Regions from separate parts of the Sus scrofa genome. Here region 2 is linked to region 1. Evidence: chromatin contacts called from public Hi-C data. All regions are on one chromosome and are shown on one strand. Each heading gives the region's core, a stretch centred on a gene start, on an enhancer-like site or on the middle of the called end of the contact. The rest is flanking DNA. Distances are from core to core; before and after follow the strand shown.

Region 1 (2,583 bases), core at 32-2,531:
CTCGCTCTGCTGCTGCATTTTGTCCAGGAATGTTTTTCTTCTTTGCTCTCCACACAGTATTTAGCACACTACTGCAAAAGCTGGTGTACTTGGCTTCCAGGGATCAACTGAAAACGCTTTAAAAGCAAACATTGGTGGAGCGAGAGGTTAAGTGCTCAGTATTCATTCCAGCGGTGTGAGGGCGCTCGTGGACCACGGACCCAGCCCTCGGCAGACGCAGGGAGCCAAATGCACTCGTGTCATCTCTTAAGAGATGTCCCATCATTCCCAGACGCTCAAGTCCCCAAAGTTAAAGAACTCCAGTTTTCCAGACCTTTCTTCATGCCCCTTTGCAATCTCGGCGCCCTCCGGCTGTCGCCGGTCCCCGTGGAGCCCAGCTGCCTCGGGGCTCGACATTTTTATGCATCTCCTTTTGATTATTAACTAACCTATCCTAGAGTGCCCCGAACATCACGAGCCTGAAAGACTACACGGGATTCCTAACTCTTGAGACACACCTTGTTTCCTCAGCTTTCTCCGCGGAACCTCGTCCGTGGCAACAGAGCCAACCCCCTCCTCCGCTTGCGGAACCGGGGCCGGTCCCGACGCCCCCACCCCAGCCCCGGCCCGCCCCGCGCGGCTCCGCACATTCCTCTCGCGTCCGCGGCACCACGTTGGCACCGCTGCCTCGGGCGATCGCTGCCAGGCCCGCCCTCACCACTCACCTAGCAGCTCCGCGATGGCACTGAAGGGTCGCGTGTGGCTGCTGGAGTTGCTCTGGAGGTAGCGGGGGCTCATCTGGGGGCGAGAGAAGGTCCCGTCCCGCGTGAGGCCTCGGCCCGCCGGGCCCTCCCGCGCGCCCCCCGCAGCCCCGGGGCCCGCGCGCGCGTCCGCCCCCTCGGGCCCCCGACCTACCGTGCTCAGGCGGATCCCGAAGGCCTGCGGGCCGCCGCCCGGCCTTGCCAGCGCGCTACCCGGCGCGCCAGGGCCCGCGGGGGCCCCTCGGTACAGGAGCATTTTTTTGGCCGCCACGATACTCGCTTGCTGCCGCCGGACTCCTCGCCCGGCCGTCCCGGACTGGCCCTCGCTCGCTCCCGCTCGCAGCTGGCGGCGGCCGTCCGGGACTGGCCCTCCCTCGCTCCCACCCGCAGCTGGCGGGGGCGGGGCGCGCTCCAGCCACCTGTCCGGGGCGGGAGGGGTGAGGCCGGCAGAGCCGCGCGGTGGCCCCGCCCTGTCAGCACCTCTCCCGACCCGCCGACTGCCGGGCGGGCCGCGGGGCCGTACAGAAATATGGCGACCTCCTGACAGCCGCTCCTTGATCCCCGCCCCTAATTAATTCTTGGCGTTTGCCATAGGCCAGGCCGCCGAGCGGGAAAGCGCGGGGGAGGGGCGGGCGCGTGGGGAGGGGCGGTCGCGTGGGGAGGGGCGGGAGGGTGTCGGGATTTCTGGAACAGAGTCCCAGTAAGGCGGCGTGACTAACGGGCAGGATAAGACAAGTCTTACAAGTTCTAAAGACCACAGTTTTGCTATCTGGGGCGATAGCAGGCTCGCGTGATGGGAAAGCATTCGGACTATTTTGCTTCAAATGCCTCCAGAAGCAGCCAGAACTTTCCAGAAGGCAATTGGCAAATCATCTTCAAAGCTTTGCAAGCGTGCAGGGAGGTTGTTTATAAAAGGAGAAATTGGAATGCACTTAAATGCCCCAAAAGAGGGGATGGGTTAGGTTATGCAGTATCCATAAAATGGAATACTGTGTAGTTCTTAAAGACCATTTTTGTGGATGAAAATTTATTCGTGTGGAAAATTTTCATGAGGGAATAAAGGAAAGGAGGTTAGCACATACTGTGTAATGCGATATCTTTTATGTTGAAAAAACGAGTACATATATACATACATACATATGTATGTATTCTCTCCTCTCTTTCTCACACACCCTCTACAGTGAGAAACACCTGAAATGATGTATTCTAAGATGATACCTCCAGGTCTGGAATTATTAATCTTTTTCTTTTCATTTTTTTTTCTTATTTGTATTTTCTAGTCCTTGTACTATTAACCACATACAGATTACAGAAAAAAAGATTTTTAATTTTTTTTTTAAAAAGTTACCTGGTAGAGATGAACCTTTATTTATTTGACTATTCCTCTGTGATATTTCATGGTGGTATTGTTTTTCTTGCCAATAAAAATAGTGCTGCCTCAGACATCCTCATGTACAGATCATGAATTTCTGGTACAGTTGTTTCTACAGAATATTGTTGTGTCTATTAGTGTGTGTGCAGTTTACTCTTAATAAATACTGTAAGACAGAGGCATTTGTCCTCCTAGAAATTTGCCCTGCGAGAAACACCTGGCTATTTTGCCACCCACATTCATAGCACTAGATGGTTTTGATCTTTTAACTTTTTGCCAATCTGTCTACTATCTCCTTATTGTTTTAATTTGCATTGCCTTTTCAGTGTAGCTCAATATCGTCTCAAATATCTATTGTATATTTAAATCCTTTGCGCATTATTTACTCCCATTGGGTCCTTTGCATTTGTCTTTTTTTAGCATCATAAATTTTTTTCAATACACAAAATACAGATTATGATTTCATGAATC
Region 2 (2,583 bases), core at 35-2,534, 1.1 Mb after region 1:
AATAGTTTCTCCCATTTTTATGCCATTCATTTGATGAAGAATGGTTAGAAATATTATTAAATCTTAACTTAATATTGTTAAATTAAATCGAAAGTATTAAATATTACCAGACCAAAACGATGGTAAACTAGGCAAAGGCATTTTCAGGTTGAGCAATAAAGGAAAGTTCCAGAAAAAAGTCTTCTGATTTCTAACTCTCTTTCCAAAGACACAAAATGGAGATTTGTAAGTACGTGCTTAGCACGATACCTGTCCTATAGGAGGCAATCTATAAATATTTGTTGGTTTGCTGAGGGCACCGTGAATCTTGAAGTATGTGGGTCCTTTAAGCAGGTGGGCAGAAACAAACACTTCCCAAGGTCCACTCCCGTTCCACCTCTGCCTAGAATGTCCGTTCATCCGCGGGGAAATCTCACTCATCCTTCCAAAATAAAACCAACCTTCCCTCCTTTGCAAAGCCTTTTCAGTTACGACAACATTTGGCTTTTCTAATCGAGATTAAATCAGGTCCTTCTATGACAGGTGCTTCTGAAAGCACCACGTCAACTTCCCTCCCGGGTATTTACCACTATCTATGATTGGATATGATTGGGGATTATTTTATTAACGTCTGCCCCTTCCATTCGACTGTATCCCCAGCTCCCAGCAAACTGCCAGGCACAGAAGAGGAGTTCAGTTACAAGTGTTCCATTGAGTAAAATCACCAATGAATGCAAGGAAACACGTTTCAAAACACCAAAAACTTTCCTTCTCACGGATAACTCAAAGATGGGGCATTTTTGAGAAACGCGCTAAACGTTCTAGAAATATCCAATATGCAGCAAGCTAAGTACTGGGGGGAAAAAAAAACCCGCAAACAAACAGAAAAACAGTGACGGTCTGCAGGGCTAGCTCCGGCCGCCTGATCTCAAGGCCTGAGATGACCCTGGGGTAAGGATGGGGCGGCGGGGGAGGGGATCTAGCCTTCTCGGAACCGGCCTCCCCCTGGGATGGGATGGGCTGGGCTGGGCTGGGCCGGGCAGCCACGTTGGGCTCCGCGGCCACGTTGGGCTCCGCAGCCACCGCCGCCGCCTGCGGAGAGGCCCCAGCGCTGTTTTACCTGGTCAGTCCTAGTGGCAAGGGATTTATCGGCCAGGATCCTCTCCTTCAACTCTTCCAGCTTTCCGCTGTAGGCCAGGTTGCAGACCATTAGGTTAGACACACACCCCTCCATTTCGCTTTCCCAGGATCTCGGTGAAGCCAGACCAAAGACCGCCTCACGTCGCCGGCTCCCACTGCCAATCAAAAAAGCCAGTAGAATCCACCAATCACCGATCTCCCTCGTTCCTTTGCTTCTTTTCCCATAGCAGGGCGCCTCTGGGAGTTGAAGTTCGAGCGCAGTTCCGGGAGGGGAGGCGCCTTTCCCGCTCTCTCCAACTCGGCCCCTAGCACCGCGGAACTACGAGTCCCAGGGTCCCTTGCGGCCGCCGTAGTCAAGTGGCCGGTGGAATTGGCCCAGGATGACAGCTGGAGAATGGAGTCAGGTACGGGGAGCGGCTTCTTGTGGAACTGGGGTGGGTGGTCGCAGTTGAGGCATTGAGTCGGTGACGCCAAATGGGTGCGGAATCACGGTGAGAGGGTTATGGGAGCCTAAAAGTCCTGTCCCTCGGGGGCCCTGACTTGCAGTGGTAAGCGGAAGGGAAAACGGTAGTAACTGAACACTACCTTCAGAACTCGAACCGGTGCCTGTGGCCACCTTACCCCTCGCTGCTGCCACCGCCAAAGGAATGGAATTAATTAGGGGTCAGTTATTCTGACATCTCGGCGGAGTGGCATTAGGGCAAAATTCAGTAACAGTAGTGAGAGCATATGACACCGTAGTAAGGTGATGTGCCAGGGTGATGCCAAAGGCAGGGTGTGATGCCATAGGAGCCACTTGATATCTGAGAGATCTCGGTGAGTTCATGGCCTGGTGACATCACAACTTGATGAGGGTCATCTTGACACTGTGGTATGGTGTTGGCTCTTTAATATCATGATAGTGAAGATGACACTGAGGCTTTACTAGAACTATTAAACTAATAGTGTTTCTATTTATAGAAATCCTAAATAGTGCCATAGCAGAAGAGATGCAAGGCTTATCCTTTATAGGACATATCCAGAAGGACATCATGCCAAAACCAGGTAATAATAAGAATACACTCGGAGTTCCTGTCGTGGCGCAGCGGAAACGAATCCGACTAGGAACCATGAGGTTGCAGGTTCGATCCTTGGCATCGCTCAGTGGGTTAAGGATCCGACGTTGCCCTGAGCTGTGGTAGAGGCTGCAGACGCGGCTCGAATCTGGCATTGCTGTTGCTGTGGCTGTGGGGTAGGCCGGCAGCTGTAGCTCTGTTTCGACCCCTAGCCTGGGACCTCCTGGGACCTCCATATGCTGTGGGTGCGGCCCTGAAAAGACAAAAAGACAAAAAAAAAAAAAAAAAAAGAATGCACTCAAGAAAGAGACTGCTTACGTTTATATTTACCCTGCTGTGGTGTAGAATGTGGTTCTATAAAGAGCCAGATAATAAATATTTTAGACTTTGTGGACCAAAAGGCAAAATT

The links. A called contact is a pair of places that touch in the nucleus more often than the background predicts.
Region 2: a Hi-C map of subcutaneous adipose tissue shows a contact between it and region 1, with 2.2 times the contacts expected there. The contact joins the promoter of PSMD10 here to the promoter of MORC4 in region 1. A contact is called at or near these places in 2 of 47 Hi-C or Micro-C datasets (embryonic fibroblasts and subcutaneous adipose tissue).

The regions. Positions count from the first base shown.
Region 1 is chrX:87,426,015-87,428,597 of Sscrofa11.1, forward strand. It overlaps MORC4 (MORC family CW-type zinc finger protein 4), which reads right to left and starts at 1,282. Exons shown (of 15, transcript XM_021079789.1): 1 at 895-1,282; 2 at 705-777. The coding sequence starts at 996.
Region 2 is chrX:88,547,309-88,549,891 of Sscrofa11.1, forward strand. It overlaps PSMD10 (26S proteasome non-ATPase regulatory subunit 10), which reads right to left and starts at 1,285. Exons shown (of 5, transcript XM_001926907.5): 1 at 1,100-1,285. The coding sequence starts at 1,213. ATG4A (cysteine protease ATG4A) reads left to right here. Exons shown (of 14, transcript XM_021079700.1): 2 at 1,347-1,523.